2 separate regions of the Oryctolagus cuniculus genome follow, and region 2 is linked to region 1. Evidence: chromatin contacts called from public Hi-C data. All regions are on one chromosome and are shown on one strand. The core of a region is the stretch at or near the end of the contact, and the rest is flanking DNA. Distances in the headings are between cores, read along the strand shown. Region 1 overlaps ARHGAP27 (Rho GTPase activating protein 27). Region 2 has its middle 10 kb from the start of FZD2.

The links. Hi-C and Micro-C count contacts between places; a contact is called where the count stands out from the background.
Region 2: a contact with region 1 is called in a Hi-C map of embryonic fibroblasts, with 2.2 times the contacts expected there. The contact joins two enhancer-like sites. A contact is called at or near these places in 5 of 6 Hi-C or Micro-C datasets (ear pinna, embryonic fibroblasts, psoas muscle and 2 more).

What each region holds. Positions count from the first base shown.
Region 1 is chr17:18,590,875-18,595,719 of mOryCun1.1, forward strand. ARHGAP27 (Rho GTPase activating protein 27) reads right to left here. Exons shown (of 17, transcript XM_070060594.1): 2 at 4,336-4,845. Among named protein-coding and RNA genes, the nearest start is that of ARHGAP27, 6.0 kb to the right of the region's middle. Within about 2 kb of position 2,882, at least 2 of the 8 cell types and tissues checked have an H3K27ac peak or open chromatin away from gene starts, as enhancers often do.
Region 2 is chr17:18,784,028-18,788,872 of mOryCun1.1, forward strand. No RefSeq gene overlaps it. Among named protein-coding and RNA genes, the nearest start is that of FZD2, 10 kb to the left of the region's middle. Within about 2 kb of position 2,269, at least 2 of the 8 cell types and tissues checked have an H3K27ac peak or open chromatin away from gene starts, as enhancers often do.

The sequences.
Region 1 (4,845 bases), core at 1,632-4,131:
ACAGAGACCCCCGCAGGTCTCGCCTCGCCCGGCCAGTGGCTCTGGGAATCCCCTTAAGGCCAGAGCCCTTCCTCGGTTTCCAAGCAGAACCTCCAGACTTTAACGAGAGTCCCCTTATCTCTGGGGTCCCCAAGCCGGCAGCCCCATCTCCCCGGACACCAAGCAAAGGCCACTGCACCCTCGTTCCTCGGCCTGGCCCCGGCTCTGAACCTCTCCGACACTGGCATGGAGCCCTGAGCACATCCCAGGTCCTCTGCCTCCCCCGGTCAAGGCCATGGGCTTTCCTGCACTCCGGGGGCTGGCACTGACCACCACCGGGCTGGCATTGTGCACCGAGGCCCATCCCCCTCTGACGACTGACACTAGCAGGGCAGGTGGGCGGGGCCCAGGCCCACCCCAGGAGGTGTAGGGCTGGAGAGCGGGCCCCAGGGGATGGCTGGTGGCCTCCTGACCCACAGGGCAGCAAGGGGTGGCCAGGAATGTGGGGTGGACATGGCGGGGGGGGGGGGCTCAGGCCCCTGCTCCCTCACAGGCCAGGTCGCATGCTGGGCAGCAGGGCTCCCGGGTCAGCCTCGGTCGGCAGGTGACTCACGGAGAGGAGAGGTCAGGCCAGGTGTGAAGAAACCAGCCGAGCCACTCCGGGTGCTGCCCTGGCTGGGGGTTGGGGGCCGGGCTGTTGGGCAGAGGAGTAGGGTAAGGGGAGTCCTGGGGTTCTCGCTCCCTGCTCTTACCAGCCTTCTTTCCAGAGACCCCCTGGCTGGCTCAGAAAGGGCACAGGTGGGGCTGGGAGCCTGGCCCAGGAAGCGGGTGCCAGGCCTGACGTCCAGGGAGCAGGGGTCCCCAGGGCGTTTCGGGCAGCGACAGGGAATGGAGCAGGTGGGCAGGGGAGGCAGGGGGAGAGAAGGAAACTGCTGCTGCACGGCCCAGCCCCCAACCCGCCCGGGAGCCCAACCCCAGGGCAAGGGTCACTCACGGTTCCTGGCGGAGGAGGAAGAAGCTGGGGTCTCCCCCCGCCCGGGGCTGCTCAGGTGCGGCGCCCCCCGGGCAGCACTGTGCTGTACTCCCCTCCCGGGCGCAATGCCCTGGCAGCAGCGGCGGGCACCTGTCCAGGGCTGCAGCCCGGCTGCTATGAGGCCCTGGGGCAGGGACGGTGACCACACCTGAAATCCCGTCAGGACCACAGCCTAGGGGAGGAGCCCCAGTAGCTCCTTGCGGCTTTTGCCTGAGTGGCCTCCTGGCGTGGGGGTGGGGAGTCTTCCCGGCCTTTCCCCCCACCTCCCCCCTCAGAAGCCTTGGCCTCTGCCCTCTCCTGGGCCATCTGCTATTGCCCCCCTCCCCCAGCTGCAGGCAGCAAGGTCAGGTTTGGAACAAACCTCCTCCCCCAGGGCCCATGCCTACCACAGGGCTGAGTGCACAAGGCGCTCAGAAAAGTGTGCTGTTGGGGCCCAGGGCAACAGGGTGGCCAGCACTGAAGGTGAGACTGAGCCTGGTGGCCAGGGGGTCAGGAGGTTGGAGCTGACCTGGACGTAGCCACTCCCTGGCTGTGTGACCTTCGGCCAGTCCCTCAACCTCTCTGAACCCCTGTTTGTACCCAAGAAAAATGGGGGTGGGGAGGTGGTGCTGCCCTCGCAGCAGCTGGGAGCTTGCCCGGTACCTGGACCTTTGAGTGAGAGCCCACAGAACCGTCAGCCCCATGGGGACTGCGCCTTACCACACTGTCCCCAGTGCCCAGCTCAGTGACGTGCATACACTAGGCGCTCACTCTGGACAATCTGAATGACAGGCCACAAATACCACAAAGAGTAGGGGCCCCTCTCTCCTGGGGGGTCCCTGGCTCTGAGCTGACGTCCACCAGATGGGCACCCCTCCCCCTCCCCAGTGACTCGTGTTAGCTCCTTGCCCCTCCCTCACTCCTCCCTGTCCTCAGCCTCCTCCCCTCCAGCCCCTACCCATCCACTTAAGCGGGGGCAGCCTCCATCGGGGCCTACAAGGCCTCCCTGCTGGGCCTGGCTCTGTGACATCCACATCCTCACCTGCACTCCCCTGACCCCCTACCCTCAGCCCCCTCGACTCGTGGCCTCCTGGTGTTCCTCCGCCTTTATTGACCTTGACCTCCCCCCCCCCCCATTTCTCAGCCTCAGGGCCAGTGCTGTCCTGCTTTTCCGCCATGTTCCTTGGCTGTCACTTCCTCCCGGGCGCCTCCTTTCCTCCTTTTGTCACCTCAATCCAGGGAGCCCCATCTTTCCTCCCCCCACCCCTCCCCGCTGTCTGCCTGTGAGTACAAACCAGGAAGCTGGACCTCAGCCCGACTTCCTTCCCCCCACCCCCAGCCCACCAACCCCAGAGGACTACAGAAGTCTTGGCCACTCCTGCAGCCCTGGCCCGGGGTTCTCTGCTCAATTCCACGCCCTTCTCCGCTGAGAGCCTTCCAAGAATTCAGGATAAAGTCCAAATTCCTTGCCAGGGCCCGGCTGGGCACCACCCACTCCAACTCCATGCTCTGCTGCGAGGCCCCAAAGACACACGGCTTTCCACACCTGGCCTGTGCCCTCACACCCTGAGGACAGCTCATCTGTCCCCTCTGGCCCGCTTCCTGCTCCTGAGGGCGGGTTCCAGGGCCATGGCTGTGCCTTGGTCACCTCCAGACCTGAAAGCTTACCTGGGGCTTGGCAGGTGTTCAGTCAATGCAGTCAATGCAATGACCGAGGGAGGGAGACAGGAAGCTGCTTCCCCAGGGCTGAGAGCAGGGTGGGGTCTTTCCCAGGGGAGAGCCAATTCCCCACCCAGGGAAGCTGCTGGGGACCTGGAGTCAGGGAGACCCAGAGCTGCCACCAAAGAAACTGTGACCACAAGGGGTGAGGAGTGAGGGTGGGGGTGGCATTGCTATACCAGGAGGGCACAGAGCTGCTAAGTGGGGCCAATACCCAGGGCTCCAGAGCCTGCTCTGTGCCCCACCCTCCTCACACCGCAGCCAGCAGGGAAGCTGCAGCACCTGCAGGGGGGAGGGGCATAGGTACGACCGGCAGCGACTCTGGTAGCAGCGACACGCGGGGACAGGGGGCTCCTTCCTGCCTGGACCTAGGGTGGTGGCCCTTGGGCAGACCCGCAGAGCCTTGGCTCCTGGGTAAGGGGCTGCCGCGCCTCGCCCCTCCTCTACATTCTCTGTGCGCACGCTTGCGGGGCCATCCGCGGCGGAGCTCGCCTCCGAGAAGGGCAGACACACTCCCACAGTGACCAGGACACAGAGGGTGGAGGCGTCAGGAGGTGTGCTGCTGGGGACACAGGGACCGGCCCCGTCGCGGTCCCCGCCCCCAGGTGCGGTTCTCCGCTCTGGCCACGAGGGGGCGGGCTGCCGCGCAGACGCCCGAGGGCAGCGGCGCACGCTGGGGCCGAGGGACGCAGAGGGGCCAGGGCCAGTCTCGGTGCGCCGCGGGCTCCGTGCCCAGCAGTCCACGCCTCCTCTCCTACACGCTCCCTCTACAACCCTAGTCCTTTGCTATTGTGGTCACACTTGGGGACCCAGCGGAGTCCAACTCGAGTCTCTGTGGCTTCAAACCCCAGACTCCGCACTTGAGGGAGAAGTGGGGGCGGCTGGGTTTGCGCACCCCTGGCTCAGCCCCGGCCCGTGGCTGGCATGCGTGCTTACGGGGATCACACCGGGTACAGAGAGAAATAAACGGAGGCTCCCCAGCAGCGGAGAGAGAGGCGGCGGGGCCGACGGCACAGGGCTGGCGGCCGACGCGGGCCGGGGCTGCCCCGCCGCCGGGAACTGCTCCTGAACTCCGGGGGCTCGTGCTCTCCGGAGCACCCTGGGGATGTGAAAGTGCTATTCAAACGCGCCCTGCATTCCAGCCCCCAAGTCAACACAACCGCATTCGGAAGAGAAAGGAGAAGAAAGTCCTCGTCTCGCTGGGCTTCTTTCTGAGGCCAACTCATCTCGAGTTGACGGAAGAAGGAACCGAAATGCTGGGAGCAGACAAAAAGGGAGGCGACGCGCGACCTCCACGTCCTACAGCTCCGCGGGCCCCAGCTCCCGGGAGGAGCGCAGGCCGCGTCCTCCGGGGTTTCAGGGCTTCTGGAGGGTCACGCGGGGTCACACCTGCCGCAGGTTACAGAACGTTACGGGGGCGGCACCCTGCCAACAAGCTCATTAGCATTTCTGCGGCAGAACGAGGGCATCCCCGCCAAGCGAGCTAAATCAAGGTCATTCACCGGTTCTAGCTTGCCACCTCCTGAGCTACGGGAGCCTCTGGAAAGTGAGCTGGGCCAGGGCCAGCGGACCCCCCCCCCCCAACACACACCTCGCGTGCCCGCCTCCCGCTCCGGGCAGCCTACCTGCGTCGGGCTCTCCGCCCGCGGTGCGCCGCGCAAGTCCGGGATGGCCTCGTAGATGTTCTCCGAGTCGCTGCGCGCCAGCGGCCGCGGGCACACCCAGGAGCCCGCCACACTGCAGGCCTTGGAGCGGCCCGCGCTCCCGAGGAGGCCGGCAGGGGGCGCGGCGGTGCGCGCCAGGTCGTCCAGGGACTGCGCTGGGCGCACGGGCGCCGCGGGTCGCAGGTACAGGCTGGCGGGCAGGCCGGGCGCCGGGTGGCTGCGCTTCGCCGCCGCGCCGCGCCGCGCCGGGCCGCACAGAGAGCTGGCGCGCCCTCGGGGCTTGGCGGGGCAGCCGTCGGGCGAGGGCGCGCTCACGAACCGGTAGTCGTAGGTCAGCGGCTCCGGCGCTGAGGGGCCTGGGTGCAGCAGCGTGGGTGGAGGCGCGGCCGAGGCAGGGTCGCCGAGCGCCGGCAGCTCGCGCACGTACTGCGCGGGCAGGTAGAAGGGGCGGCCGCCGGGCTCGCGCCGCAC
Region 2 (4,845 bases), core at 1,019-3,518, 190 kb after region 1:
GGGCCAGCACTGTGGCGCAGCGGGTTAAGCCACCGCTTATGACAAATGCATCCCATATGGGAGTGCCAGTTCGAGTCCTCGCTACTCTGCTTTGTATTATTCATGTACGTATGAATAGTGTATGATTCTATAACATATATGGTTATCCATATAGAGACAGAGACACACACAGAGAGATTTCTCTTCTTATAAGGCCATCAATCCTATTGGATTAGGACCCTACCATAATGATCTTATTTTCTTTAAAAAAGATTTATTTATTTAATTATTTGAAAATCAAGTTACAGAGAGAGAGAGAGAGAGAGAGAGAGAGAGGTCCTCCATCCATTGGTTCACTCCCCAAATGGTCACAATGACCAGAGCTGGGCCGGCCCAAAGCCAGGAGCCAGGAGTTTCTTCCAGGTCTCTGACATGAGTATAGGGGCCCAAGTTCATTAGCAGGGAACTGGATCTGAAGTAGAGCAGCGAGGGACTGGAACTGGCACCCTGGCATGGGATGCCAGCATGGCGAACAGTGGCTTACAACATCGACCCTACAACATCGACACCTCTCTGGCCCTCTCGGCTGGAGTTTAGCAGTTGACATACCTTACTTGCATACACAATGTCTCTCCAACCCCGCCACCCCCCCCCCCCAAAAAAAAAGATCACCTCTGGAGGGCAGAGGCAGTGCCTTGGTATTTGGGCCACCCTTGGTGCTTGGCATATGATAGATACTCAGCTGAGCCAGTGAATCAGTGCTCCCTGTGTTAAGGAAGCCAAAGTGTGACAACTGCTCCCATGGGGTGGTTGGCCCTGCTCAGCCGGCGCCGCCCCCTGTCCTGGAGCCCACCCTCTGGGAGTGGAAGAAGCTAAGCCCCGGGGAAGGAGAAATGAGCAATCAGGTTTCTAAGGTCCAGGTCTCCAACCTCCAGTTTTGACAAGATTATCTAGCTGCTTGAAACCACATTTAACGTGCTATTGCTTTACATACTTTATGTATGTGAAAGACAGAGCTCTCTCGTCTGCAGGTTCACTCCCCAAACGCCTACGGCAGTAGAGACTGGAGCAGGCTGAAGCTCCCCTGTGTGGCATGGCAGGAACCCAGTGCCTTGAGTCATCACCCGGGTCTAGAGTAGCGGAAGCTGGAATCAGGAGCAGCTCGGGAAGACAACCCAGGCCCTGGGCTAGAGGAGGTGGAAACACAGCCCAGGCCCTGGGCTAGAGGAGGTGGGAACACAGCCCAGGCCCTTGACTAGAGGAGGTGGCGTCTTAACTGCCAGGCCACAGTCTGCCCTGAAGCCACACGCAATCCCAAGGATGTTCCGGCCTCCCATCTCAGAAGAAGGAACGTGAAGAACAAACTTAACTCCATGCTGAGGAGCCACGTTGTAGATTTGCGACACTAAGTGCTTGGGTCCAGGTCTCGGTTCTCATTTGCTCTGTGGCCTTCAGTGGGTCATTCTGCTTCTCGGAGTCTCAGTCGCTCCATCTGCAGAATGGGCATAATGAATCTGTCCCGCCCCTCTGAAGTGAGGATTCAGTGAGAAGCACGGATCCCTGGGCACCACTGCTTTGCGAGAGGAAGCTTAAGGTGGTGCACACTGCTGTGTAACCCGGCAGCAGCCCCTCAGTCAGAGGCCATGGGGGCCGAGGCAGACCTGGCCCCGGGTGTGTGTGTGTGTGTGTGTGTGCACACGCAGGGGCAGAGCCCTGGGCTCGGACTGGATGGGACCGGGACTCAGAGGACTTAACTTTGTTTCCTCTCTGCATTCCTTTGCACAGCTCAGGTTCTTCTCCAAGAAGGGAATGTGAATCTTCTGGAAGGCTCCACTCCGGAGGCCCAGCACAAGCCACAAGCCTGTCCCGTTTGTCCTCGCCGCCGCCGCTCCCCCCCCCCCCATCGGGGCGGGGCAGTGGGAGGAAGACGTTTTCCAGGGAGTCCTGGCAGGTGTGGGACTCCTGGAGCCCCCGCGGGTTTCAGGTTGCTTTCCCTCTCAGCTGGGTCCCTCGGATTAACCCTTGAGGACCCCTGGGGCCTAGGGCAGCAGTACTGAGGGGCAAATGCGCTGACTCAAGGCTCGGGTCAGAATCTGCGGTTCCAGCGGGAGAACGCTCTTGGCCCCCTTCTTGCTGGGGCTGCCTTCCTCTTCAGACATCGCCCCAAACGTCTCTGAGCACCCCAAAAGGACAGACACAGACTGTTCCGCAGGCAAAGAAAGGCAGGACGGCCTCAGTGGGGGTGGGAGGGGCTTGACTGTCCAAGCAGCTTCTGGGGGGTCCCAGCTTATGGCTGGGGGTCCGAGCAGGAGGAGCAAACCCCCTCCCCTCCTCTCCCTGCAGCTGCGCCCCCAGGTTCCCCCTCCCCGCCGCAGCCCTTCCCTAGCGAGAGCCTGCTGCGCCTGGAATGAGAGGAATCTGAACTACAAACAGACCTCCCAGCGGCACCCCCAACTCGTCTCCCAGCGCGCTCCTCAGCCTCGCTAGCAGCAGCCTGGCTTCCTGGAGTGGAGACTGGAGGCAGGGCTGGGGAGAAGGGGCCTTGGTGGGGGTGCCTTTTTCCTGGAGAAGGAGGGAGGAGAAAGGCGGAGGGCAGGGTAGGGCCCGTGCAAGAACCAAAATTCTGCAAGCGCAAAATCAGAACCAGGAAGAATATACTTGCCTGGGCTGCAGGCCTGGGGATGGAAGTCAAGTCCGTTCTGGAAGGATCCAAGCTGTGAGGTCCCCAGCTTGGGACAAGCAACCCCTGCCTCCCACGCCCACAGCCTAGGAGAGAAGGAACCTGTCCCCCGTACCAGCCCTCCCCCCACCTCTCGGCCCATCTCTTCCTGTGTGTAACACAGGGCCGGCCTCCTCCGGAGCTGCCCTCCCAGCCGCGGGCTGGGCCACAGCAGCAGCGCTTCCAAGGAGTGCTGTGAGCCGGCATGGAGGAGCTGGGGGCTGGGGCCGGAATCAGAGAGATGGAGAGACCACAAGGCACAGAGCCAGAGGGGCCCCCTCCTGCCTGCCACGCTTGCCCTGGCCCTGGCCTCCTGCCCACTGTCCCCTGCCTCTCCCTGCCCCCACCTGGACCCAGGCTGGGGCTTTGATGTGCGTGGCGGGGGCTCCTGGTGCCCGGGGGTGCCAGCGGGGAAGGCACCGGCAGGACAGGCTGCTGGGGCTGGAAGCTGTGGCAGGCGCGGTGACCTCTTTGCGGGGGTGGCCCTCTCCAGCTTGTATAACACAGATCCTGCCAAGGGTGGTATAGAAAGGCCCAGGGCCCGCAGCGGGCTGGGGAAGGCCGCTGAAAAGGCAGCTTAAGGGCTTCCTGCTGGCTGAGATGGATTAAGGGCCCCTGGGGAGGGAGCCGGGCAGTGAGAAAGGGACTGGCCCGATGCGGAGCCCCTGGGCCAAAGGCTGGGGCTAAGAGCCCCTGGGGGAGGGGGGGCCAGCATCCTCCACCTAGTTCAGGGGCTGGGAGAATAGGGCCCAGTCTGAACGGCACTGGGGACAGGCAGGACACCATAGGGCTCTCAAAATAGAGGGGAGAAGGAAAGAGGGCCGTGGGCCCCTCGCAGGAGGAGAGAAGTAGCTGTCCTACCCATGTCTGTCTGCTGCCCCCCAGAGTGGGGGCTTCCGTCCTGGTCCTGGAGGTTCCCTGGATGGGAGGGGAGGGGACAAGGTGTGCTAAGCCCCAGCCAGCCTGAAGCTGTGCCAGCGCAGGGCTGGTTTCACTCGGGCCCTAGTCTGTGAGATGCAGTCTCCGAGGCCACCCGGTGGAGTGGGCTAAGCACTGAGGTAGCATCAGGATCTGATTTGCCCTTTTAGAATCACAGGGTTGTTTGATTTTTATTTTTTAGATTTATTTATTTATCTATTTGAAAGGCAGAGTTACAGACATGGAGGGAGGGAGAGAGATTGTCCATTTGTTGGTTCACTCTGCAAAGCGCTGGCACTCCATCCAGGTCTCTCCCCTGTGTTGTAGGGGCCCAAGTCCCTGGGTTAGCTCTGCCGCATGCGCAGGCGCATTAACAGGGAGCTGGATTGGAAGTGGAGCAGTCAGGACTTGAACCGGCACCCACATGGGATGTCAGTGTCGCAGGCTGCAGCCTAACCTTCTGTGCCACAATGCGGGCCCCAGGAATCCCAATTTTGTCACCAGTGAAATACAGACCTAAAAAAGCCTGTTCCACTTATTAGATGGCGTATTGTTAAGAGATGACGCATGCATTCTGGCAACTGGAAAGTGCTGTAGGACCAGGAGGTGCCAGAGACCTTTAGCCCTGCAGTGTGCAAAGGTACTTCAGAAAGTCTGTGGGAAAATGCAATACAAAGATGCCCACTGGGGTGCCGCGTACCCCTTCAGAACACCTGGGTTTGAGTCCTGGCTTCATTTCTGATAATGAGAACCTTGGGGGGCATCAGGTGATGGCTCCTGGTCCTGGATCCCTGCCACTCACATCAGAGACCTGGGCTGAGTTCCAGGCTCCTGGTTTTGGCCTGACTCAACCCTGGCTGTTGGGGACATTTGGGGTGTGAATCAGCAGATAGAAGATTTTTGTTTCTTTGTCTATCTTTCAAATAAATAACAATAAATATTTTAATGAAATTAAAAGATAACAATTTCCATGCAAAAATTTTTTGAAATCCATGCCTTGTTTTTTTTCATAATATATGTTTACATGAACTGTTTTTTTTTTTTTTAAGATTCATTTATTTTGAAAGCTAGAGTTACAAAGAGAGAGAGGGAGAGACAGAAAGCGAGATCTTCCATCTGTTGGTCCACTCCCCAAATGGCTGCAACGGCCAGCGCTGGGCCAGCGGAAGCCAGAAGCCAGGAGCTTCATCCGGGTCTTCCATCTGGGTGCCAGGGCTTGGGTCATCTTG